Regions from separate parts of the Mus musculus genome. Here region 2 is linked to region 1. A link is a contact called in public promoter capture Hi-C data. All regions are on one chromosome and are shown on one strand. Each heading gives the region's core, a stretch centred on a gene start, on an enhancer-like site or on the middle of the called end of the contact. The rest is flanking DNA. Distances are from core to core; before and after follow the strand shown.

Region 1 (3,862 bases), core at 129-2,628:
ATTGAAATGGTGCAGTGTTATTAATATTAGTAAGTCCAGTTGGGTCACAGAGTTCAGTGCTATCTCAGGACAATTTGACACATTTTCTACCTCAGTTTCTGGTCCCTTTTCATACATCCTCATGTCCTGTTAGATACTTTTGAGTACTACCTCAGTCTTGCACATTGTTTCCCTAAGATTTCTAAACTGGCAGAAAAGAGGGCTGATTTTTCCCTAATGCTAAATGCTAGAAGTGCAACTGCAGTGGAGTTGAGCCAGAGAGTCTGTTGTGTACCACGATCTGGAATGGGCAACCTATTACAGCAAGTTTGCAGTATCTCTAATAACATTCTCATGCTCATATTTGCAAAACATTATTTCTTCAGGGTGTTTTTAACTAAGGCTGAGTAGAAGAAGCCCTGTGCATAAAGGTTACTTGAATAAAAAGCAACATGTGAGTTTTTCTCTCTGAATCTATAGATAGCTACAGGCAAGCTGTCCTACACTATCAACATCAACAGAAGAACCACTGGTTAAAAGCAACAGGTTTCTAGCTAGTGTGTGTGTGTGTGTGTGAGAGAGAGAGAGAGAGAGAGAGAGAGAGAGAGAGAGAGAGAGAAGAGAGAGGAGAGAGAGGAGAGAGAGAGAAAGAGAGAGAGAGAGAGAGAGAAAAGGGGAGAGAGAAAGAGGGAGAGAGACGGAGACAGAGACAGAGACAAAAACAGAAACAGAGAGACAGAGGGAGGCAGAGACAGAGAGTGTATGTGTTTGATAGTACAGATGTGTGTCTGTGATTGCAGGTGTGTGATAAATGTGTGTCTGTGTGACTGCAGGTGTGTATGTGTGTATAAGTGTGTGTTTGTGACTGTAGGTGTGTGTCCATTTTGTATAATTGCAGGTGTGGGATATAGGAGTGTGAGTGTGTGTGTGTGTGTGTGTGTGTGTGTGTGTGTGTGTGTGTGTGCGAGAGAGAGAGTCTATGTGACTGCTCATGTTTGCATACTATAGTAGGTGTAGAGATCAGAGAACAACTTCAAGAAGTGATTCTCTTTCCAGCAAAAGCAGTTGGAATTCTCAGTGCTCTTACTTCCATTTCAACAAGCCATCTCCCCTACTTTTGCTCCAGTTGTCAGGTTTGTGCAGCAAGTACTTTTACCTAATAAGTCATCTCACTATTCCAAAGCAATTGCTTACAACTCTAAAATAATGGGGGAGGCTTATATCTAGGCTATATGCACATTCCAAAAGAATAAATAAAGCCACTTACCTGGGGAGAAAGATGGAGAAGATGCTTGCTTATACCCTGGACACCTAAATGGCTTTACATTGCCATGGACCTTTGATGTGTCCATTGTAGACAGGAGATGGGAACTGTGAACAGTGACAAATTCTAAGTTCTGAGAAGCAAAATTAACAAAAGGAAGTCTTCTGTGGACACTGCTGTCTGTGTCCACACCCGCCCACACTTGCAACTGAGGGTTTCTCTGTAGTTACTGAACTTGGTTTCCATTATGCCCACACCGATTAAATAATTTTATCTTTGAAACAGAAGATACAACACATGATCTACTCTGGATGGTTTTATTTCCTTCTTTAACTATCACAAGTGAAAAAGAAGGAAAGCAAGGATTTCCTTAAAGATGCTTTCTGTGGTCAGAGTGGAATTTGACCAGGTGTTCACAATTACCTGGTAATGGCAGCAGTCTGCTGGCTGTGAGTTCTAGGAGACAGGGGGTGTGTACAGACAACTTGGGACTCACACTCATTTCCCATGACCATGATGACTACAACATGAGCAGAAGCCTGTGTGAGGGGTCTCACAGCTTACTTGAGATGCAGTGAAATGTCCTCAGCTGTCACTGTGTGTTGACAGTCATTATGCTCAATACCAGGCACAGGACTCTGCCTTATGATTCATCTTAACTGAAGATTTGAGCAAATGTGCAAGATTTTTCCAAGGTGTAAGTTCTGAAGCTATCTGTGTCTACTAGGAATTCACAATAGCTCTGCTCAGGATAGGAGACTGGGGTATTATGGTTTGTGGTATACATGCTTACAAACACCTCTATGCTACAAAGTGTAAACTAACGGGAACAAGAACAACCACAGACAAGAATCATTTGTCCATGTGAGTGTGAAGCAAACTGAGCACTTGCTGGTAAATATCAGGAGTATCACCAGCTACTGCTACTGCACAGTAATGTAGCCACTGTTACACAGATAAAAAGAAAATCATCCTGACAATGCACTCCTGGAGAATTTAGTTAATGGGCTAATGATGTCCTTACATTAGTTGATTGTCAGATAAATATATATATATGTATATATGTATATATATATATATATATATATATATATATATATATATATATACATATATATATATTTATCAGAATTACCTTGATCTTGTCATAGTAAAACATATGAAGAGAGAGACAGAGAGAGAGGCATGCAGATAGAGCATGGGTGAAAGAGATTGTGATGTGATATTACATACATATAAGAAGATATTGAATTAAAGTCAAGTGTTGGGTGATTGTAAGTTATCCAGGGTTTTAGAGTATGGCAATAGTAAATGGTCTACTGAGTATTTCAAGAAGAAATAAACACAAGCTTTTAACTAGAAACCTCTTTTTGTATCAAACCCTTCCAAATTAATAATGGAACTTAGGATGTATAAAACAACAGAGTAAACATAAGTAATAGTACTCTTAAATGTGAAAAAGGAACATGATAAACAAATAATTTTATGAAAGAAGGTGAAAATATGAGCCAGTAAGTGGCAACCATGAGTTAAGATCATTGCTTCAGGCTCAAAACTCAAAGCAATGGGTGCCATGAGCAGAATAGCTCACCAGGAAGCTACAAGAGCTCTTTGCTCCCCAGACGCCATTATGGATGCTGGGAAGTGCTGGCTATCTCCTGAGAGGCTCTGCCAGAGCCTGACAAATAGAGGCAGATGCTTATACCCAACTATTGGACTGAGTGCGTAGTCCTCGATGGAGGAGTTGGAGAAGAGGCTGAAGGAGCTGAGGGGTTTTGCAGCCCCTTGCAGGGAGCAACAGTGTCAACTGGTGAGATTCCCTCCGCTGGCTCCTGTGGACTGGACCACCAACCAAAGAGTACACATGGAGAGAGCTATGGCTCCAGCCGAATATGTAGCAGAGGATGGCGTTATTGGACGTCAGTGGGAAGTGCAGTCCTTGGGCCTGAGGTTGTTCAATGCCCAGTGTAGGAGAATGCCAGGGCAGGAAGATGAGAATGGGTGAGTGGGTGGGGGAATACCCTCATAGATGCAGGGGAAGGGGGGATGGGACAGGGGGTTCCCAAAAGGGAGACCTGAAAAGGGGAAAGCAATTGAAATGTAAATAAAGAAAATATCCAATGTAGCCGTCCAGCAGCCATGGAGAACTGGGTTTACCTGAAAGGGGGGCTGGGAATGAAAAGGACAAGGAGTGGGGAGGAGAGAAGGATGAAGTCAAGACAAGGTTCTGATCAAGACTCCAAGGTTAATATTCAGCACTGTATATAGGGAAAGCCCACAGACCCATTCTTTGTTTCAGCTGGATTATGTTGCAAAGCAAGCTCAGCAGGCAGTTTATTCTTCTAAATTCCAGTAGGAAGCTGCAGGTACAGCAAGGCAGATGACTCCACCTGGGTCCTTAAGCACATCAAGGTCTGCTCAGCCTGCTCAAGGCTGGGGAAGGACACAATCCAATTAAAAAAGAAAAAAGAAAAAAAAAAGAAAAAGGAAAAACAATGTCCAGTGTTTCAATTGAGAAGTTCAATCATTTCCAAAAAAATTGTGGCCATGTTGCTAAAAGCCTCAGAGATCAAAATGTCAAGTGCATTAACTGTGAAAAATATGGTACCTTCCACCAGA
Region 2 (3,930 bases), core at 1,407-3,906, 300 kb before region 1:
TCGGATATGTTTGTGGAAAGTGTGTTTCAGGAGACTGAAGGAAGCTTTCTGAGGGGTCTTTTGGAATGTGGAGGTTGTGTTTAACAGAGGAAGCAATTCCACTTGTTTGGGTGCTCCCCTCTAAAGCTAAGAATGCGACTGCAGTTCAGCAAAGCAGGTTGTCACTGTCTGTATCCCACTGTCACCCGCCCCCCCCCCCCAGCTCTGTGCTACCCCTAGTCTGGACCTGAATTTCTCATTAAAATTTTTCCAATATTTGCCATTTTTTTAAGAAAACCATTCTCATAGAATTGCTTTTATTATTTTATAGATGACGAATCACAAACTATATCATTTCCCTAAAAAGTTAAAAAAAACTTACATTATGAATTAGTGTTAAGAAATTACATGATTTAAATTATCCCCGTGTACGAATACATAAAAAGATTGTTTCAAGAAAGTAACTCAAGACTAACCTAATGCTCTTACTCTGCTCCTGAAATGTGGTTTATATCAACAGATGATAGCATAACAATGTTGTGAAGTCTCACAAAGTGACATATAAAATATAAAATTTAATTTCTTAATATTTTGGAAAATTATTGTTAGTGAAAATACTATAAATGTTCCAGTCATTATCTGAGGTTTGAAATACAAACTCATAGTCTATCTTTTGTTATAATTATTTTCTCATTTATATATAACATATATATATATATATATATATATATATATATATATATATATTCAGTTATTTAAAAGTTATCAGATCTGTGCCATTTAGGTACTAGACACTACTGTGGCTACTAATAAAACAGAGTAGTAAGGTGTGTGTGTTTTTGTTGTCATCTAGACGCATTTTAAAGGACAGGAAACAAAGTGCAAAATGACTGATTAATAGAGAAATGATAGATACATAGGTAATAGATATATAGAGATGATAGAGATAGGTAGATGATAGATAGATAGATAGATAGATAGATAGATAGATAGATAGATAGATAGATAGATAGGAACTTGAGAGTGAAAGCCACGAGATAACTTAGAAATGCATGTAGAGTGACACTAGAGCAAGAGACCTAGGAAGAGCCCTCCAGTGCTCCATCAAAGAACACAATCAAGCCAGGACAAGCAGAAGAACAAAACCAGCTCAGCCACAGGGATAGTGAAAACCAGGGGGATGTGTCACAGAGAATGCACAGTGTGAAGGAATTTCCTGTAGGTTTTGATATGTTTTGGGTGTTGTGCTGAGTATGTCATGTTGTGTTATATTGTATTGAGAGTAGAGCCTTGAATATGCTAAATGAGTGCTTTAGCACTCAGCTGTATCCTCAGCTCTCTTCTTACCTCTTATTTTGAGACAGGATCTCACTTAACTGACTGCACAGGTTGACTCTGAACTCTCTCATAGCCCAAGTAGGCCTTGAACTTCCAATCTTACTGGATATCTGAGATTAGAGAACCACTCCCTTAGATCTACCAAAAGAGCAATCTTAAAATGGAATGCTCAGCAATATAAAAACAGCAGAAAGGCACAGCAATGAGGTAGAGACATGACTCAGAAGTAGCTCAGGGCCTAACTGTACTTGCTTTGCAAGCCTTATAACCTAAGGGAAATTCCTGGTGGTTCACATGATGCAAGGAGAGGACTGTCTCCTCAAACTGTCCTCAGGCTGCCACACAAGCACTGTGGCACAAGCACACATATACACACACGTACACATATGCGCGTGCACACACACACACACACACACACACACACACACACACTCATACATGTTCATACACATATGCACACACATACACAGATTAAATTTAACCTAAATTTAAGACAAAGAGTAGAGATTTGAATGCTAGGATAAAATATGGAAACTCCTGAAGATCTGGATCAGAGCAAGCTCCATGAACAATGAGGAGAGAAGCCAGATTTAAAAATAAAAAATGTTCTCCCCTTCTTTGTCTTTCTCCTACACTTCAAGCAGTTTGCGTTCAAAAATCTAGCAAGAACATATAAGCCCATGACTTTCCTGAATAAGGTATAGTCCTAATTCCATGGCTTCACACACACACACACACACACACACACACACACACACACACACACACACCAAAACAAAACAAAACCTTCACAATAAAACACTGTCATTTGAAAATACAATCTCTTTCCACATACCTCAATTTAATTTAATATTAAAAATGTAAAATACAATGTTGTATTACAATGGCTTAAAGAAATACCTTATGCTTTAAAGAAAAAAATTATTTTTAATCACTTTGTTATTTGGGGTTTAAATGAAAGGCTGAACAAAAATTCATATGGCATATTAAAATTTAAAGAAATAAAAATTAAAAATTCACATTGCATGAATCTGTGGTCACTGCCATCTCATCCATGGCTCAAAATCTTACCTTTTCCCCCACATTTGTCAGACTTCTGGGTTTCTTCTTTTTTATCAGGGTCCTGGATTTTGAGATTTGCATAAACAATTTCTTCAGACATTGATGAATATTCAAAGAAGGCTCCAGAAAATGTCCTTCGAAAAAGGTGAGAGGGCTGACAGTTAAGTAAGCCTACCTAGACTTTCAACCCTCTGTAAACTGTGGCTAACCTCACAAGCTCAAATTTCCTTTTGAAAAACCACTATGCCAGACTCTCAAATATGTGTCTATGAGCCACAGTCAGTTTATTGCCTCAGACAAGAATAAATAAGATTGAAAGAGGAACACTTTTCTTCCTCATATTTCTTCCTTTTTCTTTACATAAGGTAATTTTTTAAACTGTGCTTGGATAATATTAGCTTCATACGAGTTGCGCAATTTGCTCCTACCACACAGTGCAGAAACAGCATATGATTAAACTCTGAAACAGGGAAATAATCGGAGTGATTCAAATCTCAAATGCTCCCTGGTGCACCACCATGCCCTTCCCCCAACCTTGAGCAGGCTCAAGTGGAGTTATCGCCTTGCTGCACCTGCAAGTTCCTGAAATAAGCTCACTGAGCTTGCTTTGCAACATAATACAGCCTAAACAAAGGTTGGGTTTTGTGGTCTTCCCTTTTTACCTGGAGCTGCAGAATTAAACTTTGCCTTGATCTTGGCTTCATCCTTTTCTTGCAGCCCATAGTCCTTTTCATTCCCAGCCCCCCTTTCAGGTTAACCCAGTTCTCAGTGGCTACTGGATGGCTACAGGTGGTGCATAGCTTGAGGCCTGAAAATGGGGAAGTGGGAGGAAGCACTGAGAAACACTGGCTTGAGTGGAGCTCCACAGAAAACAGAAGAAGTAATGGTATCCTGCCCAGTAATGAACAACATTAATGCTAACACTAGTTAGTTTATTTTAGGGAGGCTGTTGTTGCAGGAGGTGTATTAAGGGCATACAGCTGGGCTGAAGAGGTGTTGACCCGAAGCCAACTTCACCTAGGGGTAACAGCTCAACGGGACAGGGGAATTCTATATAGCCATTTCTCCACAGCCAAGAGTTGCATCAGGTGAGAGGAGCAGGGTTTAAAAACAGATGTTAGAAAAATTCTTAGCACAAGTAGATTTATGCTGTCCATGGTGCCCAGAAGTAGAAATGGTATTCAAATGACATGAGAAAGAGAGAGAGAGAGAGAGAGAGAGAGAGAGAGAGAATAGGTTTCAGAAAAGCAGGTATCCCCTGTCCAGGACATGTTAGCAAAAGAGATAAGCTATTTCAGAGCTCTCCTTGGGACAGGAGGAAATCAGAAGACATCCTGCTTCCTCTCTGGCTCCTACTGGAGATATCCTTAGTCCTGGTTCTAGGTCCCTTTAGGACATCAAGTTCTCTTCCCTCTCTGTCTATTGTCTGTCCTTGGTGCACCAATCTGTCCATGTGTGTCAATTTACACCTGTTTTTGTTTCGTTGTTTGAATGATTGTTGTTCGTGTTTAGTGTTGAAAAGAAAAAAATGGCTAAAACTTTATGTGCTGG

The links. Capture Hi-C pulls out chosen DNA fragments and counts their contacts.
Region 2: a contact with region 1 is called in a promoter capture Hi-C map of adipose tissue. The contact joins the promoter of Clec12a here to the promoter of Klrb1f in region 1. A contact is called at or near these places in 18 of 39 promoter capture datasets (the 3T3-L1 cell line, 3T3-L1-derived adipocytes, the C10 cell line and 11 more), 1 of 15 datasets of contacts at CTCF or cohesin (large pre-B cells), 6 of 484 Hi-C or Micro-C datasets (the HPC-7 cell line, LSK cells, cardiomyocytes and 3 more), 5 of 115 datasets of contacts at active chromatin or transcription factors (CD8 T cells, bone marrow-derived dendritic cells, bone marrow-derived macrophages and 2 more) and 5 of 9 other capture datasets (adipose tissue, embryonic stem cells, liver and 2 more).

What each region holds. Positions count from the first base shown.
Region 1 is chr6:129,043,417-129,047,278 of GRCm38.p6, reverse strand. It overlaps Klrb1f (killer cell lectin-like receptor subfamily B member 1F), which reads right to left and starts at 1,378. Exons shown (of 6, transcript NM_153094.2): 1 at 1,247-1,378. The coding sequence starts at 1,331.
Region 2 is chr6:129,348,970-129,352,899 of GRCm38.p6, reverse strand. Clec12a (C-type lectin domain family 12, member a) reads right to left here and starts at 2,656. Exons shown (of 6, transcript NM_177686.4): 1 at 2,389-2,656. The coding sequence starts at 2,479.